2 separate regions of the Columba livia genome follow, and region 1 is linked to region 2. The links are chromatin contacts, called in public Hi-C maps. All regions are on one chromosome and are shown on one strand. The core of a region is the stretch at or near the end of the contact, and the rest is flanking DNA. Distances in the headings are between cores, read along the strand shown.

The links. A called contact is a pair of places that touch in the nucleus more often than the background predicts.
Region 1: a contact with region 2 is called in a Hi-C map of crop, with 2.6 times the contacts expected there. The contact joins the promoter of LOC102087681 here to the enhancer-like site in region 2. A contact is called at or near these places in 2 of 2 Hi-C or Micro-C datasets (crop and liver).

The regions. Positions count from the first base shown.
Region 1 is chr6:23,640,168-23,646,865 of bColLiv1.pat.W.v2, reverse strand. It overlaps LOC102087681 (dual specificity protein phosphatase 13B), which reads left to right and starts at 4,705. Exons shown (of 4, transcript XM_021284351.2): 1 at 4,705-5,234. LOC102088175 (dual specificity protein phosphatase 13B) reads left to right here. Exons shown (of 5, transcript XM_065068572.1): 4 at 875-1,095; 5 at 2,233-3,351. The coding sequence ends at 2,459.
Region 2 is chr6:23,531,682-23,538,530 of bColLiv1.pat.W.v2, reverse strand. KAT6B (lysine acetyltransferase 6B) reads right to left here. Exons shown (of 17, transcript XM_021284349.2): 11 at 3,768-3,929; 12 at 1,203-1,296. Among named protein-coding and RNA genes, the nearest start is that of DUSP29, 64 kb to the left of the region's middle. Within about 2 kb of position 4,215, at least 1 of the 3 cell types and tissues checked has an H3K27ac peak away from gene starts, as active enhancers do.

The DNA.
Region 1 (6,698 bases), core at 3,456-5,955, 110 kb before region 2:
AGAGTAAGAATTATTTGTATTCTAGACAAAAGTCCTTAAAGAACCCATCCCAAATTGGTGTCAACTCTGAGATGTGTTATCCACCCTGGAAACTGCTCCAAGGCATGAGGCAAGAGCACGGTTGCCCTCACATTCAAATAGGAGTAGCATGATCAAGAGCCAGATGGAGGAGGACCCAAATTAATTATACAATAGGGATTTTACCAGTCCAAATCCAAACTTAGTTTCAAAGATGGTAAAACTGAAAATATCGAACAGGCATTTTCAAGCAAGTACCTTATTCTTGTGACAACTTCTATTTATTGCCATTTTCTGGTATTTGGATTACTGCAGATTACATAGATCATCAGCTCACTTTTCCCAGCTGTTTCTCCTCATGAATGCATCAGTTAAGGATCACAGTTTTGTGGAATAACTTCAGTCCCAGTTTAGGGTGGGGAGGGGGTAGAACCTGGCTGGTGAGCATGATGCATCCACTTCAAGTCCAAACTAGGGATGAGGTGCTGCTGCATCTGTGTGGGTTCTTGCCCTTGTGACCCACGCACACTATGAATGAGAGATTAGCTCTAGAACTTGATAAACAACTATTTAAAGGAAAATCTTGACTATATTATACGGTAAGCCATGTTCCCATGGATTAACTGCTGAGAGGCATTTCCTTAAATAAGAGTATCCCACCGGCAAGTCTGTGCTCTTGCTGCTCTTCACAACACCATATCACATTTTTCATGTGGGCTTCTTGAAATTTGCTACTCTGTAAGCAAGCTGCAGTTCCTGCATCCTTCCCTAGTGGGAGGAGGCACTAACTTTAAACCATACTATTTTAGGAGAATGTTAGGAGTGTTGCCAATGAGCCCTTCATGTCTTTCAACAGGTGGGCTGCTAGGAGCAAAACTACTCTTCAAAGCCTCAACATTACTCATATCCTTAATGCAGCAGATGGGCCTTATAGCATCAATACAGGAGCCAAATATTACAAAGATCTGCAAATAGAGTACTACGGAGTAGAAGCATTTGATGATCCTTCCTTTGATATAAGTATCTTTTTCTACGATGCTGCCAATTTCATAGGCAAAGGCTTAAACACTTCAGGAGGTAAGGGGGAGGCAAAGAGAATATTTGGGAAGAAGTTTCAACATGAGCCAAATGGCTTCTCCTTGCAGTAACAGGCAGCCAGCAAGGCTCAGATTCAGCATAGGGTTCAAGGAGGCACATGCAGAACTGCCATGCAGAGGATGGGAGGAGGGTGTCTATGCCATGCACTGCAGGGAAGGTGGCCATGGCCAGATGCCCAGGGGCTGGGGAGGGCTGGTCGCCACAAACCCTGTGTGCTGGAGGAAAGGGCCCACTCTAGGAGCAGGGAGAGGCGAAAGCAGAGGTTATGGCACTGTGGGGCTGCCCCATGGGTCTGTCCTGTGGGAACCCGCAGGATCCGTGTGCCTCCACACGCACCGCACACCCCGGCACGGGCTCAGCCCCGCGACCCTGCCCTGGGCCGCAGAGCCCGCTGCCCGTTCCCGGTGCGCCCAGCCGGGAGCAGCCGCGCTTCAGCGCAGGCTTAAAGTCTTCACACGCTTAAGTGCTTCACAGAATTGGAGCTTTATTCAGACTGTCTATTAAGCTAGAGAAGCAGCAAAAGTTAATGAACTAAGTCAAAAACTACAAGCCTGACCCACAGCCTGCTGAATTTTGTCAGCAGACTTTGGATTATGGCCTAGTTATCATAATTTCCATTTGTTGCAGAGTTTGCTCCGACTCTGACTGGCTGTGAGATCTGCTGCTTTCACTGGAGTGCTTTATTAAATCCCCAGTTAAAGCTCACACTGGGCTGCTGAGATACAGTAAATTATGAGTCCACTTTTACAGGCAGACTTTCTACAGAGTTTATGGGACTTGTCAGTGATCACAGTCAGGGCTGGGCCAAAATTTTCTGCCAAAACATTTTTTTTTCCACAGAAAACTATACTATCAAGTTTAGACACAGCAAGCTTCTCCTTCCATAGGAAATTTCAACGATTTTAATCTGAGGCCTAAGTTAGATGCATGTGGTCAGTATGTAATATGACCTTACTGGAGAAGAATGGCACGATCTTATGCTGTCAAAACATGAGTATTCACTAATCATCACCATTGTTTTCCCAACTAATTTCTAGTAGTTTTTGTCTTCTCTGTGTCCCTCTTGCTTTAGAAATGGTAAAGTCCACCCACCTTGCTGTGCCTTTTCTTTTACAGGTAAGGTGTTTGTTCATTGTGCCATGGGGATAAGCCGCTCTGCATCTTTAGTGCTCGCTTTTTTAATGATCCATGAAAACATGACGCTTGTGGATGCTCTGAAAACAGTGAGTGCTCACAGAGACATCTGCCCAAATTCAGGGTTCCTCAGCCAGCTCCGGGACTTGGACATTAAATTAAATGAAGAGAGGAAAGGAACCAGAGAATCTGCTACTAAAGAGCTGTAAGAAAATATTGCTGAAAGAAAGAGAACAAAACGTTATTTGAGTTTCCTGTATCTCTTTTAAATGAATTGCAGTTGTAAACTAAAGACACAAGTTTATGATACGCCAGAATCCATGTTACGACTAAAAGGAGATTTTACTTGATCTTTCCATTTTGCAAAATCCTCCCAGATTATATTTACAATTGGTTGTATATTGTATCTCTCACTCTCCACCTTAAAACATTGCTCTCTGCTGGTTTAAAAAAAAAAAAAGATATCAGGTTCCACTTCAGAAATAGCTGTGTTTCAGCAACTAGTGAAGCCCATATCACTTTATGAAGTGTTAGGCTATTTGAGGTGAAAGATGCCATATTATTTCTGCTACAATAATGCTTAGAAGTTTTCTTATGAATCAGCCCCACACCCCTTTGCTCCCTGCATCTGAAATGGTTTGTATTTTGAGACTTGAATCTGGCACTGGTTAGTTCTTGCTTTTACAATTGGTGGAGCTGCTGAGTTGGGGGTAAGAGGCCATTTAAACACAGAGCAGCTGGGAAACAACACAAGCCACTCTTTAAGAAATTATTCCAGGTCTGCTTATAGTATTTTCTCTTTAACTATTCATTAGATATATTCTTCTTTAGTCCATAAAAAGTACCTCTGTTTGAGAAGGTATTCAAATAATGTTCATCTTCCCTGGTAAAATCCACCGAGGACATGCTGTGGAAAATGCTTCTGAAGAGGAAGGTGGGCTCCCAGTTGAGGCTCCAAACATCTGTATGGGCAGTGGGAGCGGGTGCAGGAAAGCATTTGATGACAAAGTTAAAGGGGTCCCAAATTTGCCTGACAGTCCAACATTATAAAACTTGGGATTTTCTTTCTCAAAAATAAAGGTCATTAACATTGCAACATCATGTTCTGTGGCATTTGCTTTTGTGAGGGGACTCAAGTGAAAACTGAAGGGACACAGGAATGGCAAGAGAGGTGCTGACAGGCATCAGGCTTTCATCTTTGTGTCCCTGGGCCACCATAAGAGCATTCAATAGCTACTGTCATCTGATGGATCAGTGCTGCCTGGAAACTTTGTGAAGCACATCTGGCTCTCAGTTCCCAGCGGACAAACATTCACAGCACAAAGCCAGCTTGGGGATGGCAGTTGTTTGCATTCCTAGTACCAAACTCAGGAATGCAGAAGCATGAATACTCCCCACCATGTGAGCTGGCTGCTCAAGAACACCACAGCAACAAGGGAAAACATTCCTTGCCATTCCCACTGCTGTCTACAAGGCAGATTTTTGCCTTCAGGACAGACAACTCAGCACCTTTTATAATACTCTTTGGCAATATCTACATCTTCTATGTGGACCAGGCTACAGAAGCAAGAACACAAAGCAGAGCATTTGGCACTGAGGACTGGACCCTCACAGCAGGGCATCTCAGGGGGTTTTGATTTGGACTAACCCTGTGGACTGGACATCCCCAAGCAGCAGGCGAGCAGTGCTGGAGTGTTTCTTTGCTTTAGTTCCCTGTCTAAGGAAACCTGCTGACAAGCACCAGGGCTGCTCTGCAACGTCAACAAAAACAGAGCAAGTAGCAACGGTCAGTGTAAATGTATGCTTCAGACCCAAATAAAAATTTAATATGCATGTCTCAGTTACCAATTAACTCAAATAAATTGATTTCAACTTACAGAACGAGTGGGAAACCAACAACAGTGGATCTGGCTACAGAGATTCCCCCAGCCCCAAGCAAAAATCCACATTCCCCTGTATTTCCCACCTACAGGAAAACTCTCCTGGCCCTTGGCAGCAGTGGGACTGAGGCCAGTCAGCCACTTCCATCTGCAAAGCAAAGGGCACAGCTGAAGATGTTCTCACTAGAGGTACAAGATACCTGTAAATTATGTGCATTTCATGTGATAAAATCTTACTGTGTTTCTGGTGCGACTGGAAAACGTGTGTCTTACTCTGATGGCACATTACTGTAAACACTGCAGAACAGCACACAGAACGCACTTTCTCACCCTGCGAGGCAACGCACTCGGTTTTCCCCGCAAAACACCCGGCGCACCCCCTCGCCCCAGCCCGGGCGCTGCCCCCGCACCAGCCGCGGCACCGGGTGGCGCCGCCAGGTGGCGCCGTCGGCCCGGCCGGCAGCACGAGCGGCGGCGCGGGGGGGCCCGGCGACCCCCGGGTTGGCCCTTTTGTTCCGAGTTGGGGTCAAACCCCGAAGGAAAAGCAGCAGCCGGTGCGGGGGCCGTGCTTGGGAGCGCCCCCGCCCTGGCACGCCGTGTGCCGCCGGGGGGCTCGGGCACAGCACACTCACACCCGCCCCGCCGAGACAGACCCCGGCGGCCCCACGGGCACGCGTGACCGGCGTGAATGCCGCAGCCCCAGCCACGCACACAGGCAGAGTAAAACTCCACACCCCCCACTTGCGTGCCAGGGGTAACCCCAACCCCACAAGGACGCACCAGCCACCCCGACACCCGCTACAAGGTTGAACCCCAGCTGCCCACCAATGCGGGTGTGCCGGGGCAAGCCCAGCCACCCCCCGACTGCTCTTCTCCGACGTAAGCCGCAACTGCCCCGCCAACAAGCACACACGGCAAAAGCCCAGGTATCTGGGGTACACCCCAACCACCCCGCGACATTCCCGTTCCCTCTGCAAACCCCAGTGTCGCCGCCAGCACCGGCCCGGCCGGGGTGAACCAGCGCACCACCTGATGATGATCAGCCCCTCCACAGCGCAGCTCCCGCCGCGGCTGCCCGCCCGGGCTCCTGCAGGTCCAAAGAGGGTAGGGGATTATGGTTTATAATTAACACAATTAAAAATAGATTTTGAATAAACTGAACACTGAGAGGATAGAAATCTGTTGTGCAACTGGCACTTTAGGAGGAAAGGAACTGGTATTATTCAAAGGTAATCCAAGACACCGCAGCACAGGACCTTCTACTACCAGGCAAGTACTTTTAAGCTTGTTTACAAACCAACCCCCAGTGAACTTAATACATGCACTGAGAAGCATGAATTTAACCACAGCCAGCTCCGCAAGCAACAACACAACTGCAGGGCTAGGCCAGATTATAATCTATGCTGCTGTACTCAGAAGCTCTACTATTTGTGAAATTTTAGTTTGCTTTCCAGCTGGATTCTCAGGCTGAGGATCTCTCACTGAAAAAGATGCTTAAATTCAAGGGTTTTGTTTTTTTAAATACCAATCTGTCTTGTATTTAAATTTATTACAGATCTGCCTTTAAGATAATAGCCGTGAAACACTGTATCTGGGTTTCCCTCTCAGCTAATATTCACTAGAGTCTTTCTTGGGAAGGGAGAAACTGGGCAGCCAGTTACACTGGAGAAAATGGGAAACAGACTATGAATGAAATGCTGTGCAGTTCAAAACCAAAACCTGGGTGTGGAAAAAAATATCTATATAAAGAAGTTCAAGAGATGGGGGTGGGGATAATTTTTTGCCTTTTTTTTGCCTTTATTTTTTAATACTAACCCTCCATAGTTTGGGACTTCTATGAATTATTTATAACTAGGATAGAATTTTCAGAAAGAAACAGGATTTTTAAAATCAACAGCCTTCCTCAGAACATTTTTATTGAGGAAACATGTTTGTGTGTCTGTAGAAGACATTGGGATGCTTGGAGTAAAGGAGTGCAGGAGGAGAAGACTGGGTTAAATTAATTCCTGCTAAATACCTACCAGCAGACTTACTGTCTATATGAGGAGCTGGAGGCAGAATTGTACCAGGGTAAAAAGGATACTGTGTCTATTTATAGCACTGCCTTCAACACCGCAGGAATTCAAAGGAAAACTCCAACTCAGCACACAGTCTTCTCATCATCTGCTTCTGTCAAGATTAAATCAGGGCTGGGATGATTCCGTTCCCCTGCAAATCCCTGCTAGGAAGGATCTGTTCCTTTCTGCAAGTGAGGGACTACCATGGTACAAACCACTCCCGAGCTCATAGGATCTGGGCTCTGGGAGTCTTCACCCAGCCAAATGCCACCTCTTTCCTCTTGGTAGTCAGAGGAAGGGGATAAAAAGATCTTTACAAGCCTCAGCACTTCAGCAGGAAAAAACAAAGGTGTTTCACCTGCTCTGCATCCCTGTTCTCCATGCTGTCCCCAGCCCTTCTCCTACACCAGATGCTCTGGGGCACTTGCAAAAAACATGGTAGCATAGCGCCAGCGTGCTCCCAGTGTCAGGAGGCAGGGAGGGGAAGATCAGGGTCCTGGCACACAATCAT
Region 2 (6,849 bases), core at 2,966-5,465:
AACAGGGCCAATTTCTACCTAAGTAAGCTAAAGTTCACTCCACAATTCCAGAACTATGCAGTATTCCTCAGTGCCTTTCCTAAAAGGTTGCAGAAGGCACACAATGGAACAGCTGTTGTGTTCCACTCCAGTAATGGCTACATTCCAATGGTGGATTAAGTGGTCCAAAACCATTCTTATCTAACTCACAGGGGTATAGTGAAGACTGTTTATAAACCCATACAATGAGGAGACATACTTATCAACTTTAGTGTAGTCATGCTGGGCAGAACACTACAAGACACAGAACTTGAAGACTCCACAGTTAGAAATTATTGTATTTGTCCAGCTGTTATACTGCAATGTAGTTTTATTTGCATTTTAATGTTCTTGCATACACCTTCAGGCCAGGAATCCTATTATCTTAACTATGTCTGTTGCCATGTAATTCTACTGTGCTTTAAAAAACATAATATTGAAAACTAAATATTAGTATGTATATGATATATACTAATTCCTTATTCTCCCTCTAAAGTAGAAATCTGGATTCAGTAGTACTGAGGACACTCAGCTAAGAAGTTTCTTTAGATGATTTTGTTTGGAGTTTCATTGCCGCTTAAAGATTTTGGGAATAACAAATCTATATTTAAGCAAGTGTGCCTGAAGCTTTCTAACAGGTCAGACAACTCAGCAAAATAAAGCAGCAAGTACATACACAGCCAAGAGCACAAATGCTTTTTTTGGTAACAATTTCCACTAAGGAAGTTATGAACTTCAAGACAAAAACCAAAATACATTCCTTCCATGTAGCAATTCTTGCACTAAAAAAGTTCTTTAGCTCAAATAAGAGAAAATAAATATTAGCATGTAAAGAATGCCTTAGACTAACACCTTCTTAGCTTTAATCACAAATAATTGCCTCTTCGTACACTAATGAGCAAGGCAAAATGGAAAGCAATTTAGACAATTCATTCAGGGTAATAGCTTTGTGAGCTAATATTACTGTTGAGAGATTCATTCTCAATTTCCTTGAGTACAACAACAGAGCAGCACTAAGTTTTGCACTTCAGGGAGCTTTTCTATCCTATGTAAATATAAACAGAAATCCCATTATCTATAGATAAAAACAATAAAGCAAGTTAAATAAATTTTCATATATTACTATTTCTTGTAACAGCCATCAGCTCCCTGGATCACAAGTGTAAATAAAACACTTCACTTACTGAAATCGATGAGAAACCTTCCAAATCCTTGCCTTTGGTATTGGGGCATAATCATTATGCAGGAGACATTGTACTTCTGCTGGCAAAGCTTTTCCTGTGGGAAGGAGAAACAGATCAAGTATGTCAAAGCACTGCTGAAGCAGGCAATTGCCTGCACCTGCCACTGTCCTCGTAAAATAATCCCAATAAGGTGAACAGACACATGGGGTCATTACCAAAGTCAAATAATTCCATGTTAATATTTAATTATACCAAGGAAGTACCAAGCATACCCTTCAAAACAAATATTTTTTAATTAGTTAACTACTTGGCATCTTAAAAATTAAATACATTGTCTAAACAGCATGATGAAGTTTAAGTGCTGTAAAGGAGAAGGATGGGAGGAAGAGGGCAATATTTTCATGCTCCACTGACCATTCTGTCAAGGATATAAAAGCGGAAAATAATATCCATACACATGGTGAAGCTGTATTTTCTGCAATTGCTATGCTAAGTGCCTGCTGGTTTCCATCTCTATTTTGCCTTCTCTCTCTGAAATAATACAGGGTCGGGGTGGAGAGGAGGAACCCCATACTCTGAGAACTGAGTCTTACTTGAAGCATATTGACTTTTTCAAAGCTGAATCCTTCTCACCTGAATCCAAATTAAGAGTGCTCAGAGGTCAGAGCTCTTTCAAACAGAATGAAGTAATTAACATACCGGAAACTGAGGCAAATATTCCATTGATTAAGACAAAAGAAGGAAGAATCTAAACTAGGAAACTGTTCTAAGAATTTAAGGTTATCGGTTCTTTCACATTTATTGATAAAAAGGAAGAGCCTTGAAGCCTTGTTACCTTTAAAAGATTACACATACACACAAAAATCTCTCAACATCAGCACTAGGTAGTTTTGAGGGAGACCAATAAATCAACCAAAAATATCCAGGTCAGCATAACCGACAAGAAGTTGTGGCAGGCACAGGGACAGTTTAAGACACCAGCTATCACTTCAGCTTCCACACATCAGATGACACCAGGCCAGTGATGACACTGTCAGGATCACATGCCAGAACATTGGTTTCTAAAGATTTCTTCAGCTGTGAGAGCAGATACTCATGCTGTATTTTACCAGGTGTCTTAGTTTCTATGGTATGGTGAAGTATTTTCTCTGTGAAGGCTTCTCAAACTCACAAGACTGCTGCTAGCATAGAGTTCACATCCTGCCAACATTATTTGCCATTAGGGAAGAAAAGCCAGAGTACTTTTGCCAGCAAGAACACACATTTTTTTAAAAAAAAGGTGGTGGGGAGGGGTGAAACACAGGACAACACATGCAGTTCAGTAAATAACTTCAGTGGAATCTGAGAGAGAGGTTTTCTTTTTCTTATGTTTTGGTAGTTAAAACATGCATGATCATCAGATGTAACAAACAGACTGGCCAAAAGCAACAAGGGTGAAGTGGAGGAAGAAATGCATTCTTGCTGAAGGAAGGAACAAACAACAAGAGAGATTCAACACCTCCAGTACCTTAAATAAATCTAGTAGGAAATATTTGCCTGTATCGGAGTTGACATGTTTGTATGCCACAAGAACTTCCGACTGACATAAGAGTGCAAATTGTGTCTACACATCTCACTGTTACTTTAATCCCAGGAAGGCCCCCCATCTTGGAAGGAACTGGCGACCCCCAAGATACCACTATAATATGGAGGTACTCTGACATGATTTTTAAACCTCCTAAAAGCAACATCTTCATACAAATCACTTCATAAACAAAGAAAACTATATACTGAGGGAGGTGGTGATACTAGGAGCAAGAAGTACTGAATGTCTGAGTAACTACCAATTCATCACATATCTTATGAACAAACTAATGGAAACTTCTGTTGCAGACACATCTAGTAATATTTCGCCATTATTTTTGTCATCTTTGTCAAGACAGTCTACAGAAGTATAACTTTTGTCTGTAGCGGTCACCTGTTACTTTAAAATCCAAAGCAAAACCCCAACCAAAAGACATCCACTCTAAAGTAAGCATCTGCCATAAAGTTAGGTAGGCACTGCATTCTTCCACTCAGTGCAATGAGTATCTGCATTAGATCAGAGTGCACACAGGAGGTGAATGCAGCTGGCCAGTTATGTCTGAACAGCCAGCTTGAACTGCTAGCAGTAAAACCATGAAAACACACCAACATTTCACATACCGAGCACTTTTAGAAGCTAGACTTGGTATACTATTGCAAAAATGGTAGAGGGAGGAAAAACATTTGATTTTCTACTGCAAACAAAACACATTCTAGGGGAAGGAAAACAAAACAAAAACAACAAAAACAAAAAATACACCACCACACAACCAAACCAATAACAAAAAACCCACCACCACATGTGGCTGAATGCACATACAATTGCTCAATTTGTATCAGTGTCTTAGACAAGAAAGTACAAGTGTATTTAAGACAAGGCACATTATATTGGAAATTTATAGAGAAGATTCAATCTACTGAATTGTTTCTTCTTTGCTGTTGGCACAAATATTAATAAAAGGTGAAAATTAGTATTTTTTAAAACAACCACTTATTTTTTACCTTAGAGAAATATCCAACTAAATGGCAGCCTTTCTCATCATTTTTTGTAAGGACATAGAAGAGGAATGGTTCAACATCATAATACAAGGTTTTGTGGTCCAGAAAGAGCTTAGCTAACAAACAAAGATTCTGACAATAAATTTTGCTCACATTTCCATCAACCTAGAAAGCAAGACAGATGCAGTTATTTTCAATGCCATCAACATGTTAGGACAAAACAACTTCTTGCATCAATCATATCCTAGAAAGAAACACGAACAAGGTGGAAGTACAGAAGAAACACACATTAAGTTTCAGAAGATAAAAGCCCCAGCTTTTTGTTAAATAAGAATTCTCCAGTTAGTACTAATTACTTTGCAAGTATTCTCCAAGGATCTGGATTTATTAAACAAAGTAGGTTCACCTTTTCATTGTTCAAGTGAGACTTACCTCTCCCAGTTCAGTCCTGAAATGAAAATGAGTGACTGGCAGACAACAAAATGTTCTAGTTTCTAGTTAAAATGATATTAAACTGTGGTTTGCTAAAAGGCAGTGGTGTACAACAGTCAAACAAAACAAAAACAGTGAAGTGTATTGTGTTGAATCCTTGAAATGGAAGGCAAATGAATGAGTTCGCAACTACATATCAATCACAGCAATGTTTTAGATAAACTAGACAAAACTTCTATACTAGACTAAAACACTATTGAGCAAGAGAATTAAATTTTCAGGCTAAGTACTACAATTAGTCTAGGTATGTTACGAGTGTAAGGAGTCAAGCTGTGACTCAGACAGCTACAGAAGAGCCAGACACAGATTTCCTAAATCAATTAGTTACTCCCTGGAAGGGAAGGCTCAGTCAAAGGCAACAGCATTTTAGAAATAATCTTAATGGAAAAGTTTGCTTGTACTAATATTCTTTGGTAAAGTCACTACCCATATTTCATTTGCAGAGACAGCCAAATGGTACACACATTGTCTCATAAAAGAATCAATTTTCTATGCTAATTTGTTTCTAGTAAAAATCCTAGTTAAAAATCTAAGTAACCCCCAAACTTTAGGATATATCTAGGGATTTCAAGGTGGCTTTAGTAGTATACTTGCAGTATCTGGATTAAAGAAAAAACATTTAATGGACAGCTACTGCTCCTGAAGGCATCAGAATAAACTTACGTGCAGTACTCAAGAACCTATCAAACACATTAAACTCTCATACAACTCACTCCAACTCTCTAGATGCTTGCTTTATTGCTTCTCACACTTATTAGCAAGTGTGCAAATTAAATGCAAGCATTACCCAAGTAGAAATCATCATCAGGTAAGCCACAAGCCTGAAAACCCAAATTATGTAAGATATATTTTTCAGCAAGAATATTTGTACAGAAATGTAAAAAACTCCTTAAATTCCAGACAAACTCAGCTTGTTCATCAGTTTTAAATGCAGGGGGGAGGAAGGAAGAGGGACTGCAACTTCAATAGCAAGCATCTATCAAAAGTTTCTTGCATACAGCATGGTAGTAAACTATGTCAAAGTCTTCTCTCAAATCTGTCAAAGTCATGCTCTAGGCAGAGGTACATAAATCTCAAATGTCAAACTCATCTCAAAAGCAGAAAGCACAAAGGAAACCACAAACCCTTCATTCTGTCAAACAGAAAACAGGTGTACAGAGTTCCTGAAAGCATCTGTGAGGAAGGACATCAACTGATGAGTAAGGTTCCACAATCAGCAGAGTAAAAACTGACAATAGCCTTTGAATTAAAAATACAAACACCCTACTTTATTTCAGAAATCATAACATAAGCGCTTATTAAAGCACCTAAAGTAAATAAAGGCAATAAATGCAGTGGAGAAAGAGTCGGAACATTGCTTCACATTCACTTTGTTTGCCATGTGTTTTTGTGTCAATCCCCCGCCCATACCCAACCCCTTTCTTTGAGCTATATTTTAATTTAAGAAGTTTTTATTCACATATTGGTAGTAGCTAATGAAATTAAACTGGAAAGCAGGATTTGCCTATTGTATGCTGCACAGCTCTTAACACCTGCTAACAGAGAAATTTAAGTTATTTTGGATTTACTAGGACAATTTTGCTTCTTGACAGGAAATAGATATATATTATAACTGAAGTCTTTTGCTGGGAGATCTACAGTCTTCGTAAACATTGCCCAAGTCAGGAAGGTTACAATCTTGATGCTAATAGCTATTTTTTAATAGCACAAATCCAAAAGAGCGAACTAAATATTAGGATATTGTTCCAATTTAAGTAAGGACTTTAAGACTCCATCGACCACTGTTTGAATAGACAATGGCAATAACCAAGCACAACTGACATTTACATAGTATAAGTTTCGAGAAGAACCTATGATACCTGCAGGTAAAAAGAAGTTATCAATATACACATCTAAACACATCCTAGTAATCCCAGCAGTCTTTTCTGCTCATGCAACGGGTAACAACTCTCGAGACACAGGAATGTGGAGGTTAATGCACAGCTGTAGTTACTGCAGGCATGCTGTCTGAAACACAAAATTCTATTGTCCAGGATATCCTTAAGACACTAAACTTAAATGGAAGATGTGTCTCAAGAGAATAATTCAGACTATAAAAATAATACACATCCACAAAGTTCAACTCTGACTTTCTAAATTAATGGCAGTGTGTTCTGGCCAAAGTTGGACTGAATCTCTGTCATCCAACCAAGCTGTTCCAGGGCAAGTTTCTCAAACATCCAAAATGAAGGCAAAAGCAATTAATAGATAAGTTTTTGTTTTTATAACAATAACCAAGAAACTGCTTTGCTTGCTTTTATACATTGGAAGCATCTACATTATTAGTATTCTCCCTACACCCAAGATACTCAAATAGCCAGAAATGAATGGGTGCAAGAGGTACGTTTGCTGAGAAGGCAAAGGCAATCCAGTAAAAGAGCTTCCGTTGCAGTCCCCAAAGACACGTACTATACAGTATCTTAAGAGGTTGGGTGGTGCATAAAGAAAATAAGAATTGTGACAGAATATGGTGGGGCGGAACAGGGGGAAGACTGGCTTGGTTTTGCAGTATAAGGGTCTCCAAGAAAGTATTTAAGTAAGTTTTCACTAGCTT